Linked DNA regions of Sus scrofa: regions 1 and 2 are each linked to region 3. The links are chromatin contacts, called in public HiChIP or PLAC-seq maps. All regions are on one chromosome and are shown on one strand. The core of a region is the stretch at or near the end of the contact, and the rest is flanking DNA. Distances in the headings are between cores, read along the strand shown.

What was found. HiChIP or PLAC-seq counts read pairs in DNA pulled down with a chosen protein or histone mark.
Region 1: a contact with region 3 is called in an H3K27ac HiChIP or PLAC-seq map of skeletal muscle, with 4 times the contacts expected there. The contact joins two enhancer-like sites. A contact is called at or near these places in 3 of 47 Hi-C or Micro-C datasets (embryonic fibroblasts and skeletal muscle) and 1 of 2 datasets of contacts at active chromatin or transcription factors (skeletal muscle).
Region 2: an H3K27ac HiChIP or PLAC-seq map of skeletal muscle shows a contact between it and region 3. The contact joins two enhancer-like sites. A contact is called at or near these places in 1 of 47 Hi-C or Micro-C datasets (embryonic fibroblasts) and 1 of 2 datasets of contacts at active chromatin or transcription factors (skeletal muscle).

Annotation. Positions count from the first base shown.
Region 1 is chr6:100,572,545-100,575,244 of Sscrofa11.1, reverse strand. The region is part of intron 1 of ARHGAP28 (rho GTPase-activating protein 28); the gene reads left to right. Among named protein-coding and RNA genes, the nearest start is that of ARHGAP28, 110 kb to the left of the region's middle. Within about 2 kb of position 1,319, at least 10 of the 83 cell types and tissues checked have an H3K27ac peak or open chromatin away from gene starts, as enhancers often do. A contact at or near this core is called in skeletal muscle, where this site is marked.
Region 2 is chr6:100,608,568-100,611,291 of Sscrofa11.1, reverse strand. The region is part of intron 1 of ARHGAP28 (rho GTPase-activating protein 28); the gene reads left to right. Among named protein-coding and RNA genes, the nearest start is that of ARHGAP28, 71 kb to the left of the region's middle. Within about 2 kb of position 1,326, at least 29 of the 83 cell types and tissues checked have an H3K27ac peak or open chromatin away from gene starts, as enhancers often do. A contact at or near this core is called in skeletal muscle, where this site is marked.
Region 3 is chr6:100,747,402-100,750,101 of Sscrofa11.1, reverse strand. No RefSeq gene overlaps it. Among named protein-coding and RNA genes, the nearest start is that of ARHGAP28, 68 kb to the right of the region's middle. Within about 2 kb of position 1,376, at least 10 of the 83 cell types and tissues checked have an H3K27ac peak or open chromatin away from gene starts, as enhancers often do. A contact at or near this core is called in skeletal muscle, where this site is marked.

The sequences.
Region 1 (2,700 bases), core at 70-2,569, 170 kb after region 3:
CCACCAAACTGTCCTCCAAAGTGTCTGTACCATTGTACATTCCTACCAGTAGTGACTGAGAATTCTTCTTGCTCCACATCCTCACCAGTGTTTGGTACTATCGGTGTCAAAGCACTTTTAAGTAATTATCTGATTTCAAAAAAAATTACAGGGAATTTTCTTATATGATTTAAAAAATAGAGATATAATTTATATAACATAAAAGTCACCCTTGTAAAGTGTACAATTCAGTGGTTTTTAGTATATTCACAAAGTTGTGATACCATCACTAATCAATTCCAGAACGTGTTCATCATTCCAAAAAGAAGTCCCATACCCATCAGCAGTCACTCTCTACTTCCCCTTCCCCTCCGCCAAAGTAGAGGACGTTTAAGAGCCATTGTATTTTGGTTTTGCCATGTGTATATTTATATACACCCATGTCAGTGATGTATTGTAATTATGTGGCAACTGTACAAAGGTTGATTTTATTTAGTGGCCTTTTCTTGGTAGAACAGTATACAGAACATAGCAAATTATGTTCGTTCAGAATCAAGCTTGTGGGGTTGCTTTCCTTTCAATGGAAGATGTACAGAAAACTATGCCATTCTCCCCCCACCTCCACAAAAAGGTTTTGTCGTTCTACCTTACAGAAGAGCCAGTGGCCCCATTTGAGCCTCCTTCTTTGTAACTGCTGGAGTTCAGTGTTGGAAGTCGTTATTTCTTCATTGTCACTTTTCCCATTTCTAGCCCAGTGCCTGCGCTCAGAAGTGATACATAGACTCAGAAGAATTTAATTGCAGTGGTGAACCTCAACTGGTTAAAATAAATTCCAGCTTTCAAAACCATTTCAAATATTCCCTGCTGAGTGACTGAGATTTGTTTGCTGTTTTAAGCCTCCCTCTAATCTACAAACACATTTTTCTGTATCTTTTTCTGCCAGCAGAGAGATTCAAGCAGACCTGTTTACCTTTTGAGGGAATAGCTTCATCAGCTTTCTCCTCGTTCCCCTATGAGGGGTGAGGAAGGCCAAGAAAGGAACAGAAAACTGGGCTGGCAGGATGAGGAGCAAAGGATGCCAGAATGTTAGAGAAAGACAGAGACAGGAGCCTGAGACGGAGCGGGAACCTCCTCTGAAACTATAGCTTCTTTTTATCGCCATTGCCTTTCAAGTGCTTTTTCCAGGACACCCAAGTCGAGCTTGTTTATAAGCATGTTAGAAAGATACTGAGAAGCCAGAGTCTGAAAACAAGGGATTTGTCCTCTTACTCTTGTCATTCTGAGTGACCTCCCCAGGAAGCTAAGAGGGCAAACAGCTGCATTACTGGGATTGTGTCCAGGGTCTGTCATGGAGAGAGAGGTTTCTCTTGCAAGAACCCTGGTGCACAGGCCACTGCGGGCAGAATCCAGGATGGTTTCTCTGGAGGTCACACAGTGCTGCCTTCGATGTGGTGCAGTGACAGTGACAGCGGGGAGATTCAGTCCTCTTCTTTCAGAAAGAGAAGGGGAACTCTTTGATTTTGATACATTCTTCCAAAAAGTCTTGGAACACATTTGATTTGAGGGCAATGTAATATATTCCCTGTGTATTCAGGCAGGAATCTCTTCAGCAGGAATGAAAATTAACTGGATAATATACAGATCAAGACCAGAGCAGGACATGGTGTTAGCTAATTATTTGGCAGCCCTTAAAATGGGAAGTCATTACATTAGAGCCCACTTTCCTTAAGGAGGCAGGTTACTGACTGTCTAATGTCTTTGAATATTCCCCTTAGTGGAGTGGAGATGGTGTCTCATCTCCCCCCACCCCAAGTGACTTATTAAAGTATTCCTTCTAGTTTCATCAATTAGGAATCATTTAGACTGCAAGAACAACAACAATAATAATAACAACAACAAAGATTAGAATGGCCTTTTTTTGAATAGGAGTTCATTTTTCTCACATTTTTACAAGTCTAGAGAATAGGTAGCATCTGATGTTATTTCTGAGACCCAGTAATATCGTAGCTGATCACTACAATTTTCCTGAATTTTCTTTTATGGTTGTAAGATGGCTGCCGAGGCACCAGTCATCTTGTCTACATTCCAGTAAGGGAGAAGTAGAAAGAGAAAGGGATGCCATCTGTAGCAGGAAAACCAAAGATAATATTGAAGGTGTGCAGAGGGACTTTTCTTCTGAGACTTGGCTGAATTGTGTCAGATGGCTAGTTCTGGCCAAGGGAGTTAGGGAGACAAGGCTTTGGAATGGGGTTAGGTCAGAGATGCTTTCTGCTAAATGCAATTTTTATGTACCTCATTATATTCTTAGTGACATTTTAATGCCCTGGTGATATTTTAGCACCTGTTTTAGCCTGACCCTAAACCTAGCCATAGGCATGCTAACAAATTATTGTAATAACCCAGGGGATTACTAATTACGATGTGCCGTACAATTCACATATATTAACTCACTTAATCCTCAACATAATACATGGAATGTATATGTTAATATTTCCATTTTACAGATTCGGAAATGAAGGTGCAGTGGTTCAATAGCTTGCTCAGGGTTGTAGATCTAGGACGTGGCAGAGCCCACATTCATACCTGCTAGCTGGCTTCAGAGCTTTTCTCTAAATCACATTATATTCTTTCTGTGGTATAAAAATATGTAGTGCTATGCACAGATACACAGATACCTGAGGAGACTTTTGAAATTAAGAAGGATTACTATAGGAAATCATT
Region 2 (2,724 bases), core at 77-2,576, 140 kb after region 3:
TCATCCATCCAGCCACTTTGTCAAGGCTCTATATCTGTCTTTTATTTTCTTTTTATTCCTTTTCTTGTCCTTTGTCTTTTGGAGGGAAGGGGAAGTATCAGGAAGGGTGGTTTTGTTGTTTATTTGAATTTCATTTCCTTTAAATTAGATCAGAATCATTTGCTTCAGGGTATTCTGGGTTCTTTTTAGGTAAGTAGCATCATCTTTCTATTTTGAAGGTATGTTTGTAGTTTCTTTGTTGTTTTTAAGTTGTTTTACTAGTGTATTTTGTAATCAAAGGTGAAGTCTACTTTAGCGTCATTGAGCCGATTTTTTAGATTAGAGTGTGATAAGAAAGCCTGCTTAGATGGAATTATTATTTATTTATTTTTGGTATTGGGGGGATAGGGAAATTTTTTTAGTCTTACCTCAGATTTCAGGGGGTGGCAGTAAGCAAAATTAAGTTTCATGGTAAGGGATAAAATTTCCAGCATGATGTCTAGGATTGTGGCAAGAACTTGATGTGCTCATTTATTTGTGAAAATAATTTAGCACTTTTGTGCTTTGATGATTATTACTAAATAAGGAGTCTTTAAATCTTGTCATTAATAAGGAATTTGCATCATATTTAGAAACCGTTTTGAGTTTCACATTCTACAGTTTCCTTGTGATAGCCCTTGTGGTTCTGCCTGTAATCCCAGCACGCTGCCCTACCCTCCCACCCCAACCCTGTACGTGCCTTATCTTTTATACATTTAGTAAGGCCCTTGTTCACTCTTAAGCCCAGGGATTGATTGACTAGACCCTGTGCTAATCAAAGACAATTTTAAGATGTGATTTCTGTTTAGATTTGAAAATGTAAACAAAGGACCTGATTTTTATGATTCTAAGGTAAAGGAAAAAAAAATCAGATGGAAAACAGAACAACAACGCCTACCTTATTACGAAAGCAAGCAGAATCTTTGCAGATAAGGAATTCTGAAGACAATGGGCGTAATAATTCAAGGTTCTCATAGCCAGGGATCTGGCAGAAATTTTATGAAAAATAACAAAATAGCTTATGAGGTGAGCTGAAAGGAAATCAGTTGGCCCTCTGTAATAAGTAGAATGACAAAGTGAAGTCACAGATTTACTGGAAGGCCTCCTACTGACCCCAGTTGAGCTGAGTGCAGGAATGTGTTTCCAAGCCTGCTTAAAACCCCAGAGGTGGTGTTTTGAATCAGTCTTGCTGACGTAAACACAGACCCTGCCTGGAAGTTTTCCAAAAGCAGAGAGCAAAGGCAGCTCAGTCGAGATGTGCAGTATTATTGGAGTGAGGACATGGGGAAGCAATTTACCACCGCCTTGGGAGACTGTGCAAGAGCCTTTGCGCTTTCTGAAGGCGTGGTGCAAGCAGGCAGTCAGGCCATCACAGAGAGAAGATTCCACCCACAGTTGCCTCCAAGTGCTTGTCTAAACAGAAGGAAGGAATTGTTTCTTAGCGATAGAGAAGCCTGTGGAGTTTTTACGGGGAAAATCCTATTGAGAGGAGTGTTTGGACAGTGTGAGGGCTGATGAGATGGACATTCATTGCGCGGCGACTTTAGTGATGAATAAATGATAGGCTGACAAAGCTCAGGCCCCAGACAGACTCAGGCTTTATAAGTGAGCAGAGCAAACAGGTCTTGTCTCTGTTAGCTATGGACGTCTGTGTAAGTAACTCTCCATTTGTTAGATGTAGTTCATTAAAGGAACATGAAGACAATTTTTTCTTTCTCTTATGAAAATACATAATAAAATTGGGGCCAGCTATGTAAAGGATACCTTGGGTGAAATGCAGAGTTCTGTTTTTAGACTTTCCAAGAATCCAGGTTGGTCCTTCACCGAAAGAGAAAAAAAAAAATCACTATTTGGGACCTGAAAGGTTCATTATGTTGCATAAAAAGACAGAAGGCGCAGTATTTCTGATAATAGCAGAGAGGTTTTCACCCTGTCTTTCCTCCTGTTCCACAAGTTGCAATGCTAATTCCAAATAGTGCTTCCGTAAACTTCGCCAAGAATGCTGGAGATAGGGACACAGGAACGCACGACAGTCTTGCCTGCTGACGCCAGTGAAGAGAGTCTGCTGGTTGACCAGCTACCTTCAATGCTGGTGGAGGGCATCCACAGGCATGGCAGGAATAGTCCAGGCAGGGTGCTTTGTAGCAATGTAATTATAATGCGGCCAACAGAGCGTACACTTACTTCAAAAGTTCTTTTTATATAACAGCGGAGTATACACCCGTTGTCTTTCATTTCATTCTTTGACAACCTCAGGCTATTCAGTTGGTGGGAATATTTTAGTGTATTTTAGGTAAAACATTAGAGATTTTTATCACTTGACCATCTCAGGCTGCTGGTAACACCTCTGCTGCTCCTCCTCCTCCTAACAAAAACCCTAAAGCAGAGTCTCCTTTTGAATTAGGCAAGTCTGTGGAGAGGCCTCACTAATAAAAGGGTGCAATTTTTTCAAGAACTGCTTTCTCATCTGTGAGATAGAAGAAGGCAGGCATCAGCGGTACACAAGTCCATCTGAAACATTTTCAAAAATAGTATAAATTCCCAAGTATCAGAAGGCCTGAACTATGAGAACGCCTACCACTAGAATCTGAGGTTTTGATGATCGTGGTGGGAGTGGGGTTATGGAGTGCGTGCAGGCATTTTACAAAGACTGTGTCACTCATCGTCACAAAGAACTCCACGCAAAGGCATTTATCCCCAGTTTAC
Region 3 (2,700 bases), core at 127-2,626:
AGAAACAAGAGTGTGAAAGAACAATATATCCAAAGATTGAACCAGAGGACCACTTGGAATTTGCTACAGTTGGCAAAAAAAAAGGAAAAAAAAAAAAAAGAACATCTGAATATTCTCAAATTGATTCATACCACCTGCCCTGTGTGTTAGCTTAGGAAAGCCAGGACCCCAAAAGTGACCCCACCAAAAGGTCTTTGACCAGGAGTTCCCATCATGGTTCAGTGGAAACGAATCTGATTAGCATCCGTGAGGATGCAGGTTTGATCCCTGGCCTTGCTCACTGGGTTCAGGAGCCAGGGTTGCCATGAGGTGAGCTGTGGTGGAGATCACAGATGCCGCTCAGATCTGGTGTTGCTGTGGCTGTGGTGTAGGCCAGCAGCTACGGCTCTAATTCAGCCTCTAACCTGGCAATCTCCATATGCCAGGAGTGTGGCCCTAAAAAGACAAAAAAAAAAAAAAAAAAAAAAAAAAAAAGAAGCTCTCTGTCTACATACTACAGGGGAAAAAACTGGCTTCTGATGTTACAGTGTAGACAGGGCCCGATCTCTGTTTTGGACAGCAGATCTGGTTGATAAAGGAATATATATATCCAACACATTTCTCCATGGTTTCTGGAGTTTTGTGTTGGCCACCTTTCAGGCTCTTATTTCAAAGAGGAAAATAATTTAACTTTTCACTTTTGCTTGTTCAGCCAGGCTAGGCCAAGGGATTAGTAGGCAACTTGACATTTGCATTTTAACTGCCCACGATGTTAACAACTCCCCCATTGTTTTCCAGAATTATTGCCACGGCTTGGTTTCTAATCAATGTTCTCCCTCCGGGACAGTTTTCTCAGTCTGTCAACGGAGAAACCATGTGGGTTTCTCTCAAGAAAATTCTGTTACCTCAAAGTCACCAAGGACAAAATGGTGTTCTTTTACGAGGCCTTTAAAAATATTTTGATGGTGTTGCAATGGTTTCCTCGGACCCAAAGATGGAGGAGATGGGGCTGGGAAGTAAATGCAAGATTGAAACATGAACCGGAACAGTTGTGCTGCTAAGAGGCACCCTTGCTGGGCTGGGGCCCTGGCCGCCAGGAGTATTCCTTGCATTGGCTGAGGAATGTCAATTACCAGGACCATCTCCTCCCCCCCTCCCCCCCACCACTCCCTAACCTGGCTGGTTAACTGAGATGTTAACCAACCCTCTCAAAAACCATCACCAAGAGAGTCAGCAATGAGCAGTGTCCTGGTTTTCTGCAGACAATGAGAAGGGCTGGCAAGGAGAAGGCCACTTAAATACACAGCATTCCTGGGAGGCCCACGGCCCCTCCTCCCCGGCCCCTCGGGGCCCAGGCTTCCTGGCTGGCCCTCCAGCGCCACAGCTGCTCGGCCCCCTGACAGCTGAGGGCTTAACCAGCTGTGCTTGTTTCCGCTACATCCAGAGGTGACAAGGACAGCAGTTCCCAAGGGCTCAGAGCCAAGGCAGAAACACAAAGAGAGAAGGAGAGGAGGAGAGCCACGCTCCTGCGCCGGCTGTGAGCTCAGAAGTCCACCCATGCCTCCCCACTGCTGCGGGCTGTTGGTTCTTTGTGTTACCTGTTGGCTCATAGATTGAACCTCCACCTCATCAGTCAGAATTTAAACAAATCATGGGTACAGTGCTTTTTGTTTTAACAGCGAGGTATTCACTTTTATCCTTATGCCTGTGATCTCTGAAAGACAGCAGTGAGTGATGACTTGAAGCGAGATCTGAATTGTCTGCTCAGGAATTGAACCTGGTTCTGAGTTCCCTTTGCAGCTCAGTGGGTTAAGAACCTGGCTACTAGTATCCATGTGTATGTGGGTTCAATCCCTGGCCTCGCTCAGATTAAGCTACAGTGTAGGCCTGCAGCTGCAGCCCTGATTGGTCCACTAGCCTGGAAACTTCCATATGCTGGGGGTGCAGCCCTACAAAGAGAGAAGGAAAAAAAAAAAGAGGAATTGAACCTGGGAGCCTGGATGAAAACTAGGAATCCTAGCCACTAGAACAGCTAGAGGCTGAAACCAGAACCTGTCTCAGGGAATGTAAACAAGAGGCTGGATGTAAATGTCTACCCCGGAGCCCATCTCTTGCCTGACTCATCTATACTGGGCTAGTGACACTAAGGACAGAGAAATGGTCCTGTCTTGAAGGAGGGTCGAGCGGTGAAGCCGACACCATAAGCAGGCAAACAGTACAACATGAGGGCATCTGAAGACCCTGGAACCACAGGGAAGACGGGTCCACTGGGCCTCGGACCCATGGGCCCTGGCTGCTGCGGGCTTGGCGTGGACTCCCTGCTGTCCTGGGCTGGGAGCTGGGCCAACTATGCCTTAAAAGGGTGCCAGGCAAGCCTTTGCTCTGATCCTAGCCCCAGGTCTTCCTGGAATGAGCATGCAGTTATCTGCTATGTGTGAGTAGTGAAACTTGCCGTCAGAACTGCTTAGCAGAGAAATACAATCCTGGGAGCTGATGGTGAGCCTGAACGAGCCCCCAAACTCACACCAGCTTAAGATCCTTTACCAGAGACAGAGGCTAAACTCCGCTGTTTTAGCCGCACCCTGTCCAATCCTGTTTACCTAAAGCAGAGGACAAAATCAAGGAGGAAAGTCTATAAGTCAGCGTCTCATTTTGTCAGGCTCCAAAACATGAAGTTTCCACAGGGAGCCGGGTGACACTGTGGGGTCCTCTGTCCCCTAT